2 separate regions of the Sus scrofa genome follow, and region 1 is linked to region 2. A link is a contact called in public Hi-C data. All regions are on one chromosome and are shown on one strand. Each heading gives the region's core, a stretch centred on a gene start, on an enhancer-like site or on the middle of the called end of the contact. The rest is flanking DNA. Distances are from core to core; before and after follow the strand shown. Region 1 holds the start of CCRL2 (C-C motif chemokine receptor like 2). Region 2 overlaps XCR1 (X-C motif chemokine receptor 1).

What was found. A called contact is a pair of places that touch in the nucleus more often than the background predicts.
Region 1: a contact with region 2 is called in a Hi-C map of subcutaneous adipose tissue, with 1.8 times the contacts expected there. The contact joins the promoter of CCRL2 here to the enhancer-like site in region 2. A contact is called at or near these places in 8 of 47 Hi-C or Micro-C datasets (alveolar macrophages, blood, embryonic fibroblasts and 5 more) and 1 of 2 datasets of contacts at active chromatin or transcription factors (alveolar macrophages).

Annotation. Positions count from the first base shown.
Region 1 is chr13:29,396,388-29,404,055 of Sscrofa11.1, reverse strand. CCRL2 (C-C motif chemokine receptor like 2) reads right to left here and starts at 1,518. Exons shown (of 3, transcript NM_001001617.1): 1 at 1,437-1,518; 2 at 1,128-1,246; 3 at 1-561. The coding sequence starts at 549.
Region 2 is chr13:29,172,665-29,179,464 of Sscrofa11.1, reverse strand. It overlaps XCR1 (X-C motif chemokine receptor 1), which reads left to right. Exons shown (of 4, transcript NM_001001622.1): 3 at 1,642-1,860. Among named protein-coding and RNA genes, the nearest start is that of FYCO1, 33 kb to the right of the region's middle. Within about 2 kb of position 2,789, at least 23 of the 83 cell types and tissues checked have an H3K27ac peak or open chromatin away from gene starts, as enhancers often do. A contact at or near this core is called in alveolar macrophages, embryonic fibroblasts, retroperitoneal adipose tissue and 1 more, where this site is marked.

The DNA.
Region 1 (7,668 bases), core at 269-2,768, 230 kb before region 2:
CTGGTTTTCCATCTGGGGTTTGTAAAAAGCAAGTTCAGGCAACATGACCAGAACGGCTATGACCCACACCAGAGCACTTGGGAAGATGCTGCCAGCCACCATCCTCGTGGCCGAGAAAAACCCTCTCATTTGGAAAAACTTTTGGTACCTTTGCACAGTCAGAAGGACGTTGAAAAATGCCTCACTGAACAGGCCTACAGAGTAGAGCACCAAGAGAATTTTACACAGGGGCTCGCCAGGATCCCCCTCATGCCAGGCCATGTGAACCCAGAATGGCAGGGTGCACAAGAAACACAAGTTACACACTGCCAGGTTGAGGAGATAGATGTTTTCCACTTGCTTGAGTCCTTTATATTTTACCATGATAAGTACAACCAAGATATTGTCCAGGAGGCCAACCAAGAACACCGTGATGAAGAGGTAGGGCACCAGCTGGGCCAAGAGAGCCTGGGGGTCGTATGGGCTGCACAGTTCTCTTTCGTCGTTGCTGAGGTCATCTTCTATGAAAACATCATAGTCATCCTCTGGTGCTGATGTGTAATTAGCCATCGCCAGGCTGCCCTGTGGAGAAATGAAAGATTATTTTCCCTTCATGTAGCTGTGTGGTCCTGGAGGAAACAGCACACAGGATTGATCAGAGCCCGTGCAGCCACCTTTGCCCTTTTCTAGTGTTTAATTTTAGCCAGAGCAGGCCTGCAACTCAGAAGATTGAAAATAAACATTTTGTTAACATGCTCTTGCTTCCGGAGAGCCGCGCTAGAATTCATCCATTCTTTAAGCACTTCAGTGTCTAACAGTATGCGAGCTACCACAGGGAGACAAAAGCAAGCATTTCCCTGCTTTCTACAACTTCATTCTCTTGGTAAAAATGAGACTTGCCTCCTTGAAGCCACGCTAAGAATAGACACAATTAGCGAGAACTAAGTCCCGGGGTTTAGTTTCACCGAATTGGTGTCCGTCACAACTTCTTTGCATTTAAAAAGTTTGCTCACCCCCTGTAACAGCTTTCTGTGACAGGCAGAGAGGTCTGAGTTCTTCTCTCGCAGGACATAAGTAAGTGTTTGCAAAAGTGAAACCACCCTCGGCACCAACATGGCCATAACTGGTTAAAAGCATTGATGACTTACCACTGACCGAGTTCCTGGGAGGGAAGGGCACGGCCTTCCAACCTGCTCTCCAAGCTGCTGTGGGAACTGCTGGGCTCAGTTGAAAGGCCGGCTTCCTTCTAAACAGCCGGTCCCTGACCCTTAGGGGCAGGAGAAACCACTGTTTGTCCCCCTGGTGGCTCTGCCCCACCCATCATAGGTCTCAGGGACTAACCAAAATAAAGCAACCTGCGAGTTCCCCCAGACCCCCGAAGTTTCTTCCTCGGTAAAGAGAAACCGGGAAGTTGTTTTCTCCTCCTGCTCCCTGCCACCCCTGCCCCCACTGCGTACCCCGCCTTTGATTTCCCTGTGGCCATCCTGCTGGCTGTCCCAGATAAGGGAAGTAAGTAGCTGCTGCTCCTCGGAGATACTGAAGGAGGGCTAGGAGAGTGCTCCACCCTGTAACTCTGAGTAGGAGTGGCTAGTGGCCAGGACAGAGCTGTCCTGGGGGCCTGCACTCACCTGTGGCATTTCACCCCTGAAATGGGGCTTTGAGAAGTTGCAGTGAGACGTGCAACTTGGGCTTTTATTGTCACTTCTGAGAGATGCCATGTGGGGCTTTGAGAAGTTGCAGTGAGACGGGGCTTTGAGAAGTTGCAGTGAGACGTGCAGGGGCTTTGAGAAGTTGCAGTGAGACGTGCAGCTTGGGCTTTTATTGTCACTTCCGAGAGATGCCATGTGCTTTGGCTGAAGGATGGGGTCCCAAGAGAGGATTTGGGGACAGTAGAATCCACAGAGGGATGTCAGTTGGGAAGGGGAGGTGCGAAGATGGGGCCTCGGTACCAGTGAGCCTGGGGGACATGGATGAGATCCTAGCAGTTAGGACATCAGGAGCGAACCCTGCTCCAAGAAGGAAGGCCCAGCGCAGGAAAATTCCGTGGTGAGGACACAGAGGCGTCATCAAGTTGCCGTGCAGAGAATGTGAGGGGAACACATTTCACCCCAGACTGAGGCTGGGGTGAGGTGAGGTTTGCGGCCAGAGAGAAAGGAAGCTGGAAGTTTGGATTCGGAATGGTGGAAGGAGGGCTTGGGGAGGAAGATGGGTGTGGGGGGGGCAGCGTGGAAGAAAGACTGATAAAAAGAACTTGAAATAACTGGGAAATCTGTATGAACATCTCATGGATCAACTCTTTGTACCTGTGATGGACCTAACTGAGGACTAGTTTCATGTGTTAGTTTAGCACGTCATTTAGATGTTAAATGACGTATATTAATGCCAAAGATGTGTTTGAGATAGTCGTTGGTGTGGAATGTGGACTCGTTAAAAACAGAACTGAGCAAACCATGAAGGGAAAGGAAGAACAAACAAACAAAACGCCTGGCCAAATATGTGATTGAGCATTAAATTTAACTCAAAGGAAACTCATGATATTGCTCCATGTGGAGGCACGGGGAGGCGTTGGTGCCAGTGGGAACCTGGGCTGTGACTGTTTCCCAGCAAGTCCCCCCGCAACCCCCAGTGTGGCTTCTGTAAGTGAGTGAGGGTCCCTGAACCCTGGGAAGCTCTGCCCACCAGTGGTGGCCACAGCCCTGCCACCAGCAGTGGTCCTCCTGGGGCTCTTCCTGCTGTGGTTGGGCTATTTGGAGCCACACCAGCAACCCCAGAACTCTGAGTAAGTGATGGTGGTTCGTGGTGCCTTAATGCCTGATGCTCAGTGGTTGGTCTCAGGCAAGGAAATGAGGGTCAGGTCAGACTTTGAAACTTGAAAAACTCATAACCACACACTCTTCATATTATATGGTTAAGTGAAGGAAAACAGCACCAGGCAGGTGCCACATTTGTGTCAGAGAATCATGTGAAATTTGAAATTTCCCAAAGAAAAACTGGTAAATTCAGGATCACCCTAACTTCCTGATATTTAGGGAGATATTTATATGGCCTTCACTTTCAGAATTATTTTATTTTGGCTTGATTCCAAGCATTCTGCTTATCCACACCCAGACTATGGGATTTTTTTTTTTAATTGGGATATAATTGATAAAAATCTTGGTGTCAGTTTAAGGCATACCTGTATTGATGGGATACATTTATGTTGCAGTATGCTTGCTATTGTAGTGTTAGCTACGTAATTTTTCTAGGAGAGTTTCTGCTGTGGCTCAGTGGGATTGGTGCTGTCTCTGCAGCACCAGGACGCTGGTTCAATCCCTGGCCCAGCACAGTGGGTTAAAGGATGTGGTGTTGCTGCAGCTGCGGCTCAGATCTGATCCCTGGCCCAGGAATTCCATATGCTGCAGGGCAGCCGAAAAAATATATATATTTTTTTCCCCTAGGAGTGGGAACAATTAAGATCTATTCTCCTAGCAAGGTTAATGTTTATAATACAGATTCGTTATCTATAATCACTGAACTGTGTGTTAGATTTCCAAGGCGGTGGGATTCTTGAGACTTCTAAATTGGTAGGAAGGAACGGTTTAAAAGTCTGAAGCTAGGGCAGAGGAAGGTTTTATTTACCATTCTAACATCTGGAACCGTAATAGGGTCATCATTATTGGTGAAACTTCACCACATTCTGTGGCTTTGGCATGTAGCTCACACACCTTACCTTTGAGGGTCTGAATTTCTCTTTGTCAGTAAAATTCAATCCTGTTTTTTTTTTTTTTTTAAATTGAAATGTAGTTTATTTATAATATTGCATTAATTCCAGGTGTATAGCATAGTATTTTTATAGATTATACTCCATTTAAAGTTGTTACACATAATGGCTATGGTTCCCTGTCTGTACAGTATATCCTGATGCTTATTAATTTTATACGTAACAGTTTGTATCTTTCAATCCCCTACCCTTATCTTGCCCCTTCCCTGCTTCCCTTTCCTCACTGGTATCTATTAGTTTGTTTTCTGCATCTTTGAATCTCTGTTTTGTAATATTCATCAGTTTGTCTTTATTTTTTAGGTTCTACATATAAGTGATAACATACAGTATTTGTCTTTGACTTATTCTGCTAAGCATAATACTCTCTAGGACCATCTATTTTGTGGCATATGGCAAAATTTCATTCATTTTTATGGCTCTATTCCTTTTTTTTTGGTGTGTGTGTGTATATATATATATACATATATATGTACATACATATTTTATGGCTAATATTCCATTTTTTTGGTGTGTGTGTATGTATATATACACACATATATGTATATGTATGTGTGTATATATGTATACATATATATGTATGTATATATGTATACACACATATAGTATATGTGTGTGTATGTATATATATGTATGTATATATGTATGTGTATATATGTGTGTATATATATATATAGGCACACACATCACGTCTTCTTTATCCTTTCATCTGTTGATGGACACTTAGATTGCTTCCATGTCTTGGTTATTTTAAAAAATGCTGAACATTGGGATACATATATCATTTCAAAATATGGTGTCATATTTTTGGGTATATCCCAGGAGTGGAATTGTTGGTCATATGGCAGTTCTATATTTGGTTTTCTGAGGAACCCCCATCCTGTTTTCCATAGTGGCTACACCAGTTTACATTCCCACCAACAGTGCAGGAGGGTTCCTTTTTCTTCACACCCTCTCCAGCATCTATTGTTTGTAGACTTATTAATGATGGCCATTCTGACCAGTGTGAGGTGATATCTCATTGTGGCTTTGACGTGCATTTCTCTGATGATTAATGATGTTGCTTCTTTCACGTGCCTCTTGGCCGTCTGTTTGACTTCTTAGAAAAATGTCTATTTAAGTTCAGTTCCAGTTTTAGTCTAGAAAACTTTCATGTTACAATTCTCATTCCCTCGTACATGTATGTCACTCATTTATTCAGTTCACCTAATCCAACTACAAATACAGTACAGAAGAAGGAAGGAAAAGCATTAAGGTCTGAGAATTATCTAAATACTCTTCACTTGGGAGACAAGTGAAAGGTGAGAATGTATCCCTCAGAAAAGAACACCCTGCTGAATAAAAGCTCTCATATTCTAGAAGGGCTTTTAGGATTTTTCATATTCTGAGACAATGTGCTGAATTAGGACAATAAGACAAATTACACAAGAGTGGGGTATATCCTTGTATACATTGAGTGGGTTCAGGTAATAGCGTTTTGTTCCTTTTTTAGGATTTTGAGTCCTTACAAAAACGCTTTTCATCAAATCATGATTTAATCAACTCTTTCGGGTTCTAATCCTACAGTTTGTTAGGTCTTCCAGCTGTTGCTCAGGGTGATCCATTTCCTTGTGCGTTTTGTAGTCTCTTTTGTGATGTGAGTTCATATTTATTAGGGATTATTTTCTCTGCAGCAATTTTCATATGGCTGAAGTGGGGACACCCTTTTCCAGAGGACTTGTGTGTTTTTTTCCACCAGGAGCCCTAGGACATCCTTGGTCAGATGAGATCTTCTCGCTTGTTTTGGGGTCTCCCATTTCGAGAGTATTGTAAAATTGAACCTCAGATTTTCATGGGATGGAGGTTTTGGATTCTCAGGGGAGAGTTTTCCCCTATCACTTAGAGCCAAGGCAAAAACAGACAAGCTTTGTTACTGTCCTGTGCCTCTGGGTGCATTTCTTCTGGTGCACCTTTTCCCAAGTGCTAGCTTTCTGTCAGGATCTCTCAGTTCCAGATCCTAATCTCACACAGCCTAAGGCCTGGCTCTCTGCCCCCAGGTCGGAGTTACACTTAGCAGCCTTTTTATGTGTGTGGCCTTTGCTTTGTCTTCATGAGACAGTGATCAGAATGATAAATATCCATTGAGTAGCATTTCAGTGAATATTTGTTGGAAAATGTCATTCATTTATTCATTTCCCAAGTATTGTGTGTCTACCGCCATATAAATCTTCCTTCTGCTCTAATATATCTACTCTCTACTCTCTTCATCCTGATTTATGTCCAGGGATCCTTATCTTGTAACAGAAGGCTCCTCTGTCCTCTGAGCTTCAGTTGGGTTTGGCCAATGGGGAGTTTTAGGCAAGAGATTAGATAGCGGGGTCTAGGGATTTAGCTCCCTGGCTCCTTCCTGGTGGGGCATCAGGAGTATCCTTCCTGGTGGGGTTGATGTGTCCCTTGACCTCCAAGCAGCTATTGTCAGATGGCAGCTCCTACTCCCTCCATTGCCCTTTGCTCCTAGCAGCAGGAGTGGTGACCTACTCTCACTAGCACCAAGTACCCCACTATGTACTGTGTTTTCCCTCTACCCTGCCTAAATCTTTGTAAAGAGCCCTCTTTCAAACGTTCCTCAGTTGACCTACTTGTGTGCCATTCGTTTCCTGCCAGGACCCGGCAGGACATCTCCCAAGTGCCAGAAACTTTGCCAGGGCCCCGGAGAAAATGGGGAGCAAAGTAGACCCCTTCTCTGCCCTTGTGGCATTGACTTTCAGGAGGGAGATGGTCAGGTGCATACCTGGTTCCAATTCAGGGGGTCCTGTGCGGTGCTGGGGGAGCACACAGGAGTTGAGGGAGCCGTCATCCGGGGCACCTGGCCCGGGCGGAAGCACTGGGCAAGGTTTCCAGGGTGGAGTCTTAAGCCCGAAGCCTGAATAGGAGTTGGACAGACAGGCGTGCAGAGGCCTCTGCCACTCTCCTCCGTTTTTCTCCTGAGTCTTCCCTTTCGCGTCTTTGAGGGACCATCTACTTGAATTTCAGAAGGGAAGGTAACAGAACTCAAGGTGGAGATATTTAATTACTTATTAGCATCTGTGACTGAGTTTCTGTGGAAGAGCTGAAACCCAGAACCAGGTCATCTTAGATGGCATTCCTGGGAATCGAGCACTCTCAGAAGCAGGGGTCTTGTTAGGCAGCTTCTGGGAGACACTCGTGAAAGGGAGTGGGTGAGGCAGGGCCGGGCAGAGGGAGAAGCCACCGCAGTGTGTGTACAGCTGAGGCCTCGGCTGGTCCTTCGAGGAGCTCTGGGGTGGTGGTTGAGCGCCACCCCACAGTGAGAGAAGGGGCCGGCCTCTGCACTCTTGCACTAGCCAGTGGTCAGCCTCAGACACCCCAGGGCAGGCAGGTCCCAGTGGCTGAGGGTGGTTCCTATTGAGGAGTGCAGAAGCCCCATCCCCAGGACTGAAGTGGGCATGGGGGGAGAGCGCCGTCGCACCTACTGCACGGGCTGAGAGTTCTGGTTTCCTGCAAATGTCATCTACTCGGAATGACAAGAAACGGAAACTGAAATTTCCCAAGCAGCCATGTGGTAAGACCGTGAGCCTGGCCTGTCCTGTGTGCGGAGGAGGGGTCATGTGTGCAGTGAGGCCGCACTTGCTCCACTTGACTGTTTCCTTAGTTACCACCCCTGTCATCAGGGTGTGAAGAGAAGAGTGGAAGAGAAGTGGCCTATCCCTCCCTCCCCACCTTCCAGCTCTCCATTCTCCTCTCCTTCCCCTGAATCCAGCTTTTATAGGGTCAGTCCTGTTGGACAGTCACCGATCTGAGACCAACCATGTCTTAAGTAGATAAGAATATTTTTCTTATGAACATAGGATAATAAGCTAAGTAGCATCTTACTTTAAGGATATTTCCTGTAACAAAATTAAATCATAGCACATTTTAGTTGTGCAGGATGGGGT
Region 2 (6,800 bases), core at 1,540-4,039:
GTGGAAGTTCCTGGGCCAGAGACTGAAGCTGCACCACAGCAGTGACCCAAAGCTGCTTCAGTAACAATGCCGGATCCTTATCCTACTGTATCATAAGAGAACTCCACAATAGTCTTTGACTATGAAATGAGATGCTCAAAGACTACTCAAAATACCGGGCTTCAAGTATGGGAAACAGTTCTGGTCCTTTATAGAAAATTCCATTTTCTAGAGATGGCCACAGCAATTGCTCCCATCCCACAGGCCTATCTAAGTGGACCCTTGCACTCTGCCATCCGAAGTTCGATTCTCATCCCTTTGAATCTATGCCTGCTTGATGATTTGCTTATACTCATAATAACTTATAACTAATAAGCTTTGGGAGAAATGACACTGAGAGGCTTCCCAAAAGGCTATGCATAGTCTGCTTGGTTCTCTCACAATGCTAGTAGCAGGACTGAACACAGTATAAGAAATCCAGCCATTCTGAGACTACTATTCCAGAGAGGCCAGGTGTAGGCACTCATGTCAACAACCCAGCTGAGCTTCCACTCCACAGTTAGCACTGACCACCAGCCCCAAGTGTGCGCCATCATGGACATCCATCCTGGGCTGACTGTCAGATGATTGAAGCCTCAGCTGACATTGTACCACAACCCCATGAGAAATCCCACAGGTGAAAGGCCCCAATGAGCATTTCCAGAATTCCTAACCCAGAACATCATGAGCAAAATAAAAGCAGGTGTTGCCATTCTATACCTCTGTGTTTCAGAGAGATTTTTTTTATGCAACAGTGGTGATCAGAATAACCTTAGAGAAGAGTGGGCATAAATGAACAAGGAAAGATTTAGAGTCAGCTTTGAGAGGTTGTTTTTGATAGCTGCAAGCATTGAAGATATCTAAATTCCTTTTTCCAACTCTTTAAGGAGTCTGTGGAGAGATTCCTTGAGGCATGATCTGTGGGCATCTTGCCAGGAGGTAAATAACAGTGGACCTTCACATTTATATAGCCTGTTGGAGTTTGTGAAAAGCAAATTAATACATTTGAATGTCAGAACAAAGGATTAGGGCTCCATTCAACTGCCATCTTTGGCCCAAAATCCCTTCTTGGAATTCCCGAGCCAGTGACTCACCTGCTTCCCTTAGAAAAGCAGTCATGGCTGAGCAAATTTCCCTCAGTGAGTACACATGAAATGGGCACATTGCCAGGCACTTTCCTAATTGTCTCCACATTACACCTTCATAGGGGGACAGCAAAGAGGCTAGAGGCCTCTGAGCTACTATGTCTCAGTGTTGGCCCTCCGTGGAGCTTCCTGGAATGGTCTCAGTCCACAGCAACCCCTTTTAGAGCTGTTTTTAGCAGCTGCTGCCTTGACCTTATCAGATGCATCCTCTGGTTAATGGTTTTTCTTGCAGTGGATATGCCAACAAAACCTCATGACGTCTTAGTGGGATGGACATGGTAGATATTACTGATGCTACTTATTACTACTAAGATGGTAGCCAGTCTTCATGACGGCTCCCAGTGGTTGGTACCACCTGGTACTGACATCGCTGAGTAGGGTTGACCTGGATAACAAGTAAGATAGTGTAGAAATGATAGTGCTTTTCTTCAGAGGTTAGATCATAAAAGATACTGTGGCTTCTGTCTTGGTCTCTTAGATGGCTTACCCTGGGAGAAGGCAGCAACCATGTCAGGAGGACCCTCAGGCTTCATGGAGAGACTCGCATGACCAGGAACCAGGGCCTCCTGCCAGCAGCCATGTGAACACAGCTGGCTTGGAAGCAGATCTTCCAACCCCAGTCAAGCCTTCAGATGACTGCAGCCCCATGGACATCTTGTTCTCATCCCATGAAAGGACATGGGCCAAAACCATCCAGGTGAGTTGCCTCCAAAGTTCTGACCCCACAAACATTGTGTGAGATAATAATCATTGTTTAATCTACTAGGTTTTGAAGGAATTTTTTTTTTCCTTTTTCGGCCATACTGTGGCATATGGATGTTTCCAGGCCCGGGATCAAATCTGAGCCACACCTGCAACCTACGCCACAGCTATGGCAATGCCAGATCCTTAAACTGCTGCACTGGGCCAGGACTCAAAGCAGCAACGCCATAGAGACAAACCGGATCTTTAACCCACTGCACCACAGGGAAACTCCTTGAAGGAATTTTTTAAAGGTATGGTAGATAAATAATATACCCGTTATACAAGTGAGCCTCAGACACATATGGTGACTAGCCCCAAATCGCACAGCTGGAGCTGTGACTGACTGGGAAGAGAGCCCTCATCTTGTGACTGCTGATCCACACAGCACAGGTTCTCTTATAGTCCCATGATTCAGTAGTTCTCTAATTTGGGGTCAGAAGAGGCAAAGATGAGGTTGCAGGCACAGTGCAGCATCTGCCTAGACAACTGTGGCCACACTCACAGCCTCGACCCACATGGCCCCTTGACCAGGAATCCAGAATAGGGAGGGAAGCTAAGAGTCTTCTCTCACTTTCGTGGCACCCTCATGAAGAGGAGGCACAAGCCAGCAACACTTCTTATTTGAACAGACCCACACCCATGCAGGCTCACACATGTGAAGGGTCTCAACCCCTACTGCAAAGGAAACTACAGCTGACCCATGATGCTGCATTTCCGAGGGGCTGTGGTGGGGAAGATTTGTGGTGTCAGGGCTTGTGCTAAGATCCTTGCCTGCAACACGGGGTCTGGCTGTGCCTCCCAGCTTCCCCACTGCTGATTCATGCATCCACTTCAGAGAAGTCACCCCACTGACTCAGTTCCCATGTGACTCACTGGCCATGTGATCGCTGGTCCCCCGCTTCTGCTAGCAGGGCCTGTGGGCAACATGAGCTCTCTGTAGTGACAGTATGGTGGTCACGGGGTCAACAAGTGGCAAGTCTGGCTGGCTCTGTTTTCTCATCCTTCCAGCTGGGTTGGACTTATTCCAGCAAGAGCTGGAATCCCTACATGGCACTGGAATTGACCAAGTCTAGAGGGTAGTTGAAGATAAAAGGTTGAGAAGGGCTCCATAGTCACTGCTTTTGTCTCCAGGGACATGCCAGCCTATCCACAGCAGGAAGGGTGCAGCCCAAAGCCTAAAGCAGGGCTGGACTTCCCAGCAGAGAACAGAAAATTGTTCCTAGGGTGGCAGTGGATGTAAGAGAGACTGAGCAGGAGACCCGCCAAAGCAAACAAGGAAGAGGCCTCACGTGGTAACATTTCCTTTTCCTTTTCTTTCTTTCTTTCTTTCTTTTTTTTTTTTTTTTTTTTTTGGTCTTTTTAGGGCCACACCAATAACATATGGACCCCAGGCTAGGGGTCCAGTCAGACCTGTAGCCACCGACCTACACCAAGGCCATAGCACCTTGGGATCTGAGCCGTGTCTGCAACCTACACCACAGCTCATGGCAACACAGGACCCTTAACCCACTGAGCAAGGACAGGGATCAAACCTGCATCCTCACTGATACCAGTCAGGTTCATTAACTGCTGAGCCACAATGGGAATTCCCTGGTAATATTTCTTGATAAAGTTGTCAGCCCACATGGAAAAGTTGTCAGCCCACATGGGCTTCAGTGTCTTCATGAATGGAGTCAAGTGAATGGTTTTCAAACTGGATTCCTTGGAGCCCAAGCTTTCTGCAGACGAGCTTAAGAGTTTGCCATTGGGAGGGAGGCTCTACACCTGTACTGTCCAATAGGAATATGAAGTAAGCCACACATGCAATTTTAAATGTTGTAGCACCACATTTTCAAAAATCTAACAATAAACAAGTAAAAATGATTTTAATAGTATCTTTTACTTAATCTAGATATTATCATTTCAGCATGCAATCAGTTTGTTAATTTATTAATAAGATATTTCACATTCTCCCTTTTGTGCTAAATCTTCAATATCTGGTGTGTAATTTGTATTTAAGTACATATCAGTTAGAACCAGCCACGTTTGCAGTACTTGACAGCTAGAGTGGTGTACCTGACCTGCCGAGAGGGAGGAGGAATCAGGCGTTTAGAGAAGACCTCCCCCTGGTGGACAAAACTCAAAAGTCCATTTCCTTGATTCAGTAATCATGTAGAATGTCAGCATTATATGTATCCTGAGGGCACTTGGAGAGAGCACCTACAAATCAAAGAAGCAGGTCAAGTGCAGACTCCTGAGGAATTTGAAAGTGAGAATTGTTGATGGCAGACTCCCTTGCTTCTGGGAAGAGAGTGAGTGTGGACTATTCTTTCCAGGAATTTTGCTGTGAACGGGAGGAACATACAAGGCATGGGGCACAGACCTAAGGGTGTTTTAAATGGGAAGAAAATATTTGGACAAAATGCAGGCTGTAGAACACTTGTCATGACCAGATCAAAGGAACCAGAGGCATTCAAGAGTCATACTAACAGAGCTGGTTGGAATACAGACCCTGGAGCCAGCTTCATTGCTTTCTGGCTGTGTGACTTTGGACAGATTACTTACCTCCTTTTGCCTCTGTTCTCGCATCAGTGCAATAGTACCTGCCTCTTCCGTTTGCACTGTGATGAGTTGTGTTTGTATGAGGATTGATTCATTTTTCAAAATAACATACTCAAGTGCTGAGAATAGACATAAGAAAATTAAGTGTTGTATTAGCTATAATGATTAGAGGGATTCATTTAGAGGGGCAACATGTTCTGTGAGTGTTCACACAGGGGGGCTGCCTCTTCCCCAGTGAGTCAGTCGAAGTTCAAATACTGTGTCATGACAAGTCAGAATTCTCAACTCAGAAGTGACAACATTGTTTCAACAGAGGGCAGTGGCCAACAACACATTTCTCTAGCATCTTCAAACTGAAACTGTCAAGAAAGCTGGCTTCCTGACCTAGTGGGGACATTCAGGACCATGGACATCTAACTCTTTGTTTCACTCCTTCCTGGGGAAACTTATCAGGTTTCACAGTTCTATGTTTTATTTTATTTTATTTTTTGGTCTTTTTTGCCATTTCTTGGGCCGCTCCCCGGCATATGGAGGTTTCCAGGCTAGGGGTCGAATCGGAGCTGCAGCCACCGGCCTACACCACAGCCACAGCAACGCGTCTGCAACCCACACCACAGCTCATGGCAATGCTGGATCCTTAACCCACTAAGCAAGGCCAGGGATCGAACCCGCAACCTCGTGGTTCCTAGTCAGATTCGTTAACCACTGAGCCACGACAGGAACTCCTATGTTTTAATTTTGACGCTGATGAATTCAGTGATCTCCTGCTTTTTCTTTTTTCAAAATAATAGCTGTCATGTGTTGAGCCACTACTAAGTGGCAATCACTGACCAATATCTCATCTAATCTATTCAATTCTACGAGGTCAGTTTCCATAAATAACATTATGCCATAAATATCACTTGGAACACTTTTTAAAATTCAACATGATGTTTTTGAGCTACAGCTGTGCGGCTCTAGTAAATCCTTTTCTGATTGCTTCTTTGTCTTACTGTGTATGCATCTGCCAACATTTTATGTATCCATTCCCTAGCGACAGACACCTAGGTTGTCCCAATCTCTGCCATCAAAACAAGATGCAATGAGCATCTTCTCACCTGTCTCTTATGGCCTGTGCAGAATATCTCTGGATAAAGAACCCAAGGGTGGACCTGCTGGGTCAGCGGGTATTTGCAGCCTTACCTTCTTCCAGGTTGTCCTTCAAATGCTATGCCAGTTCCCATTCCCACCAGCCTTGCCTCCAGGGTCCTCACTTTCCCCATTCTCATCAGCCTGTAATGTTATGACTTTCTAATTTTTGCCAAATACATGGGCAGAAATGATGTCTGACAGCTTTAATTTGCATATACGTGATAGCTGTTGAAATCTCATAGGCCTAGAGCTGTTCCAGGCTTGAACTGAAAGGGCTATGCACAGGGCAGTTTCCGTCTAAGAACTGGTAAAAATTCCATGGATGTGTAGCTCTTCACTAGGTGACTTTGTGTATTTCAGTGTATCTGCTGCTCCCACCAGCCCTGGGAAGTAAGTACTTACAGCATATGAGACTCAGAGGGCTTAGTGACTAAGCCGTGGGTCGTCCAGCCAGTTCTTATTAGAACCAGGAAGAGAATCCAAACATTGAGACCCCCTCACCAGAGCTCTTCCTACTCCACCATTTATACCCATAGCCCATCAGGAAGAGATGGCTTTCCCCTGAAGCATAGGGTTCCAATGTTTGTGAGAAAGTTGGGGATTTTGGTTGTTTCTCTGCTTTGTTTCTTTAATCAGCTTCACTGAAGTATCATTCATATACAATAAAATGCACCCATGTTAAGTGGGCATTTCTACAAGTGTACACTGGTATAACCATCACTGGTCCAGACACTTTGATTGCCTTACCCCAATCCTGGATCCAGTGAACAGATGTTTTTGTTGTAGAGCAGAGTTTTAATTGTAAACTAAGAGCTCAAGGCCAGAGACAGAGTCTGAGTTTCTTACAGTGTCATCTGAAGACGCTTTCTGCAGCTTAGTCACCTGCTGAGCAGAACCCAGTCTTTCCCCCTACCTACTGCATCACAATTTCTGGGGCTGAGGCCTGGGGATCTGCATGTTCTTCTTTTTTTCTTTTTTGTCTGCACTTGTAGCATATGGAAATTCCTGGGGCAGGGATTGAGTCTTAGCTGCAGCTACGACCTACACCACAGCTGCAGCAATGCCGGATCTTCAACTCACTGTGCCAGGCCAGGGATCAAACGCTCACCACCACGGAGACAATGCCGCATCATTAACCCACTGTGCCACAGCAGGAACTTGGGGATCTGCATGTTTAATACAACATAAACAATACTTGTGTACCTAAATTTGTAAAACCAT